Linked DNA regions of Mus musculus: region 1 is linked to region 2. Evidence: chromatin contacts called from public promoter capture Hi-C data. All regions are on one chromosome and are shown on one strand. Each heading gives the region's core, a stretch centred on a gene start, on an enhancer-like site or on the middle of the called end of the contact. The rest is flanking DNA. Distances are from core to core; before and after follow the strand shown.

Region 1 (2,976 bases), core at 393-2,892, 2.8 Mb after region 2:
AGGGATTCCGGTGGCCAACTCCCTGGGATGCGCTCCTGCTCCGAGGGTTCCCAGTGCCCACCCACCCTGAAACTGAAAGGGAAAGTCTTTGGGCAGCTGGCGGGGCCGGTCGAAGCAATGGTGGCCACGGAGACCCCGGTCCCCTGTTGAAATTAGGAAGCCACAAGCCAGAGAACCCCACCGCGGGGCTGGCGGGGCGCCGGGGGCTGGGCGCCGCTCGAGCGCACGCGAGACACAATGGTGGCGTCCCAGGCCGCCGCGCTGCATTTCCCAGACGTCATCTTTTCAAAAAATATTTAAAAATATTTAAAAAATAACTAGGTGCCTAAAAACGACCTGAAAATAACCATCGGACGACCCTTGATCCAAGCCGAGGGTCAGGAGCTCAGTGGACATCGGGGGGTGAGCTCCAGCAACTCAAACTCCGGGGGCCCCCCTTTTGCAGGGTGCGGGCGCTGTTTGCCTCTACAAGGGCATTATGCCTCACTTTAAAAATTATTTTAAAATATTTTGGGACCCCTGAGTCTCCTGCTGAACATCTGAAAATGTGCTTTTGTCCCCCTCCGCCCCCAGTTTGACCTAGACAGGTTCCTCCAAATCCAGAACCGCACGCACAACAGTCAGTCTCATTGACTAGGGGGCCACGCGACCTTGCAGCCTGGCGTTTTCTCTGGGCCAGGCAGCGTGTGCGGGGTACCCAGGTCCGCTGTTTGAACAAAGAATCCCCCACCCCAAATATTCCTCACACTGTCTTATTTAGTGATTCCCGGCCGCCACGAGGCCCCTCGTGCCTGTCCCAGCGCCCCTACTGCCGCTCCCTGCCCTGCCCCCAATTATTAATAAACACTTTTTGCTTTGCAATAAAGGAGCAAAGATGGCGCATAATATTGGCACGAGCGGCCCTTGCATACGTGTCCATGGATATTAATTTAAAAATCAAATTTATGCCCCCTCCCCCCTTGAGCTGGCGAAACGCGCAGGGGCGGCCCCCGCCGAGGCGCTGCAGGAATGGGGCACAAGCGGGGGCCACAGAAGCTCAGCCTGCACCCTCTGTGGTGTCGCTGACACCGTCCTCCCTCGAAGGCACCCCTCCCCGACTGCCCTCCACCAGGAAAAGGAATTCCCATCTTCCCAACTCCCAAACCTTCCTCGTTCAAAAGGACCCAATCTATTTATTTTGTGAATACCGAGTCCTAGCAACGCACCCGGAAAACTCCGTGACGGAAGGGAAGAGAAGGGAGGAAGATGTTGGTGATAGCAACAAGTTGCCAGGGGGTCCCAAGCTAGCAGCCTGTAAAGTCTCTTACCTCCAGCATCCAGGTGGCCACGATTTTCCGCATGGATGGCACAATCTCCTTCTGCACGCACTTGAAGTAAGATACGGAGGGCGCACAGGTCTCCTCCGTCTTGAGCATGGCTCGCAGCACCCGGTCGTTGAGGAGATTGGTGTCAGGGTACGCGCGGCGGATGGTCTCCACTTCGCAGCACAGGAGCTGGTGTTCCATGGCGCGGCCGTCTGGGGAGGGCTGTGGTCTCGGTTGGGCTCCGGTGGCGGCTGCTGACGCGCGCTGCCTCGCGCTGTACTGCCGGTCTCCGGAGCGCGCGGAGTCTGTAGCTCTCTGCTACTGCGCCGACAGCCCTCTGGAGGCTGCAGGACTTTGCAACTTCAACAAAACTCCCCTGTAGTCCGTGTGACGTTACTGTTGTTAAGCAGAGATCAAAGCCGGGCAGAGAAAAGGGGGAGGGGGAGGGCCGAGGCGGGTGCAGGGGGAGGGGGCTCGGGAGCAGTGAGGGGGGGGGGCGGCGGGGGGGGGGCAAGCCCAAACCCTTCCCCCTCAGCCTTCGTAGATATGCAAATCGCTCGGACTGCTTCTCTCCAAACTGGGAAAGAGCGGGGCAAGGGGGAGGGGGGCTTCTTTCCCTAAGAGGGTCCTCCGAGACCTGTGGAGGTGGGGTAGTGGCGGCTCTGGACAGGAGGACAGCTAGGAGGGAGGCCAGGCCACACGCAAGCCAAGGAAGAATGTATGGAAGGGGAGCCTGGGGGTGCAAGGACACCCTGTTCTTAAACCGGGAGAATGGGTGCGTTTCCGAGTACGCCACGAGGCACCCACAGGCGGACCCATTGCTTAGAAATCCCAGCGTCCCTGTCTTCTTTCAATTTCATCAACACGTGTAAAATTCAGGAACTGTGTAACACCCGAAGATGCCAGACGAGCCCTAAGCTCTCGTGCAGGCTCCATCCTGGCGCACTGGGGTGGTTGCAAAGGGCCAGAGGGGTATCTGAACTTTAAAGGATCCCCAGCCTAGCATGCGCTCGCTCAAAAATAAAATAAAACCCCGAAAATTCCAGCAACAGCTCAAGATGGTGGCCATTATTTCATCTATTCCTCCTCGCTGGGGGGGTGGGGTGGGATCTGAGATTTGTCTTCATACAGTGACCGGTTTATCCTGGCCAGGGTCCCCCAGTATCCCCCTCCTCCACTGCAGGCGGTTTGCCCAAGAAAAATAAACCGTTGAAGAAAAGGTTGAGACACGATAGGCTCCTTCCTAATTTATTTTTTAATTAAGAAAAGTAAATCGCTGCAAGTTATTAGTCGCCCTTCCAGGAACCAGACCACCGGAAGCTTCTTGATTGGCTTCGTTGAGGGTGGTGGTGTTTCTCCACCTTTAGAATTGCAGTCTTGAGTTGGGGGAGGGGGGGGGCGGCTGGTGAGAATCAAGATAAACTTGTGAGCCGATAAGGTGATATTTAAAGAGAATCTATAGATGGTCGTGGTTAACTGAATGGACTCCTAAGTTTATAATTTATAGATTCAAATAAAATATTTTTAGAATAAAGCGGTTCCACCACCTTCGTCCATTATTTAGTTCCCTAGTTTTGGAAACGTTTTCACAATACCCGACTTCAAGCTAGGCGAACTATTCACACACATTTCCCACGGAATACTTTCGTGTCCCAGAAGAAACTGGTAAAGG
Region 2 (3,126 bases), core at 589-3,088:
GACAGTGGAGGTCAGAGGGAGCTGTGGTCCTGAGAGGTCCAGTCAGGGTCTTTGGCTCACACATTTCTTAGGAGCACAGCATAACTATCTCTCTTGCTGTGGGTTCAGCCTCTCCCTGCTTCCTCTGTGAGCTGCATATTGAACTCTCTCCAAACCCACAGATGCACCCCACCGAAATACTGTCCAGTTGAAACTTCTGAGTTGAAACCTCAGTATCAGCCCAAGAAGAAAGATGTTGGCAGGAGTCCTATACACATTGACTTGAAGCATCTTTTTGCGTCTGTGTTCAGTGCTAAGTCCCCAGAGGTATCCTCAAGTATCCCCAAGGGCACAGAGCAGGAGGGAACGAGAACCTGCCCAGCAACTCTCCTGAGGTCCCTAAGCTGACTGCAGCAAGTCAGACATAAAGATGAACCTACAGCTCCTGGTCACATGATCTGCTCATCTGTATCAGGTGCCTGCTAACCAAATAGTGAATGCACGGGGACTCTGATCTCCCAGGGCAGAGCCTGGCACTGTAAGCTACCCTCACCCACCCAGCTACCCTAGGGGCAAGTAAATGTGAGGCTGGGTCTACAGGTCACTGGATTTCCATTCTGAATTCATTCATACTGTGAAAGAAGCCGTGCCCCTGACCCGAAGCACCTCCACCCCCACCCCATACTGCACAACAGAGCATTGCAGATGCCACACTGGTCCCCCACCCCCATCACTGCACCATCAAGGCCCCCAATCTATCTGCTGCAGGCGCAGCACACCCTGTCAACAAGGAGTCAGAGGCCAATTTATTCCAAGAGGTCTGATCTAGTGGAAGCTGAGCCTGTTCTTGCTCCTCCACCTGCAAGGTTTGGCACAAGGGTACCAGCAGCATCTGACTGGCCGCTCCCTCCCAAGGTAGGCAGAGAGGCCAGGGAGACAGGCTGCAGGAGGCAGCCGTGCCGGCCCCTCCCCCAGCATCGCGCCTACAGCCTCTGCGTCGGGTAAGGATGTTCTTTATCCGCAGAGGCGAGTGGAGCACCATGAAGTGGGGGTGACGGGACAGCCATGCGAGTCGAAGAGTGGGGGGGGGTCCTATAGCTTCCTCTCCAGATAAGGAGCCTACCGCAGGCCGGAGCCGACCCTCTGGCGTCGGAGGTTTCGCATCCCCCTGCCCGCTGCAGCCGCGGACGACCTTCTCCAAATCTGGCTGCCAGCGGGGGCGCTTCGCAGGGACTCTCACCGATCTGTGCTGGATCTCAGCCCTCCCCCGCGAATCCCTAGGTCTCTTATATATATCCCTCCAGATAAGAAGGAATATGCCGAGAAAGACAGCGCACTGCAGGCGCGGATCTGCAGCGCGCGCCGCTCGCGGGGCAGAGCCATTTATTCTCGGTGCTCCAAAGAGCTTCTTCCTTCAGGGCACACAACCGCAAAAACCTCCGCACGTCCTGGGCCCACACCCGGCTTAGGACTCGACCGCTGTCAGCGCCTGGCTCACCTGGCTCTCGCTTGCCCTGGGGTTGCCCCCAACGCCGGTGCCGCGCTCAGGGCGCCCGCTCCGTTCCGCCACCCATGGGCCCGTCGGGGGCCCGCGTAGCCGGGGCAAGGGCCGGAGAGGCGCGCGGGGCGCGTCGCCGCCGCCGCCGCCGTCGTCGCCGCCACCGCGGGGAGCGCTCGCTCGGGACGGAGCGCGCGTACTGCGGTCGGGCACGCGCGCTCACGGCGCGCATCCCAGCCCGCGACTTGGCGGGCGCGGCCGGCAGCTCCGGCCCGGCTCAGCGTCCGGCGTCCGGCGTCCGGGTGGGGCGGGGGTCCGCGGAGCCGGCTCGGCCACCGCGGGAGCCGCGAGTGACAGGCCCGGGGCGGAGGGCGGGGCTGCCGGTGGGGATGAGGTCATGCCGAGCGAAAAAGCCCCTGACGTCACCTGCAGCCAATCAGAGTGAGCCGCTCGGGGGCAGGTGACGTCAGCGGAGCGGGCGCTGGGTGCGGAGCCCTGGCGGCGGCCGTGGGTCTCTCTGCCACCGCCCTCCGTCCCCCGCGCCCCAAGCTTCTCGGGCATCGGTTCTTAAAGGGGCCACGCACGCCGCAGCTCCCCACCTCCAGGAAGCCTTCCCAGCTCAGGGCTCCTGGTATCCCCAAGAACCCTCTGCCTCGCGGCACTCTAACCAGCGTCTACTGTCCTAGTATGCAAGGGTCTCCCTCTCTCGGCCCGCCTGGACTGAACCTGTCACGGATTTCTCTCCTTCCCTTAGCCTTTGTTCGCGAGAGGACGCCCTCCCAGAGTGCGCCTCCCCTGCCCCAGTGCGGCCCAGGGAAAAGGGTCATGGAGAGCTGCGGCCGCAAAGGGCCTTACCTGCAGCATCCGCGTTTGTCCTCTCCACGACCCCTGGAGGTGGAAGTCCAGCTCTACACTTTGCAGAAGAAGCTCCTAGGCGATGTGGTTTGCCTCAGGTCACTCATCCCGGGAAATCAGGGGGCGGGGCTCCAGACCCACCGGTGTGCTCCCCAGGGCGGCGCTGCCCCCCTACCTATGACATCCAGTTCTTGACAGCTTCCAATGAAAAGCCGCTTGGAAACGACCTCTACTCCCACCCGGACATCTCCCCTGCCCGCTGGGGACTGTCGGCTCCATCCCACTGTGTGAACACAACCACGTGAGCACTCAAAAAACATGGGTAATTACAACTAGGGCAGAAATACACAGGGGTCAGGCAGGTCTCAGAGGAAGGGGAGTCTTGTGCCAAAGTGGTCCACCTGCAAACATAAGCCACGTTTCCCTTAGTTTTCCCTCCTCCTCGGGAACAGGTTGGCAGAAAATTCTTTATTGTATGCCAGGCTGGTCTCAGCCTTCTGAGTGATGAGATTACTAGCACCCACCATGATGCCAGACCTTCTCAGATACTTCAAAAACGTGGCCCTGACTAGGTGGACAGTGAGGTGACCAGATAATATGAGTCTCGTGGGGGGTGGGAGGGGGGTGGAGTGTCCTGAACTTTCCCTGGAAGTCCAGCCTCTCACTCGATGAAGGGCAGAGTTTAGGAGATGGCTGGTTGAAGGAAGGGTCACAGAGAGTGAAGCAGGCACAAAGGAAGGAGCACTCCTTTGCTAGTATAGATTGTGTGAAGAATACTGCAGACCACACTAGGT

What was found. Promoter capture Hi-C pulls out the DNA fragments that hold promoters and counts their contacts.
Region 1: a contact with region 2 is called in a promoter capture Hi-C map of pre-B cells, with 4 times the contacts expected there. The contact joins the promoter of Ccnd1 here to the promoter of Dusp8 in region 2.

Annotation. Positions count from the first base shown.
Region 1 is chr7:144,938,189-144,941,164 of GRCm38.p6, forward strand. It overlaps Ccnd1 (cyclin D1), which reads right to left and starts at 1,643. Exons shown (of 5, transcript NM_007631.3): 1 at 1,308-1,643. The coding sequence starts at 1,505.
Region 2 is chr7:142,093,446-142,096,571 of GRCm38.p6, forward strand. It overlaps Dusp8 (dual specificity phosphatase 8), which reads right to left and starts at 1,839. Exons shown (of 7, transcript NM_008748.3): 1 at 1,478-1,839. It overlaps Gm32786 (a long non-coding RNA gene), which reads left to right and starts at 721. Exons shown (of 7, transcript XR_870057.3): 1 at 721-894; 2 at 2,232-2,633.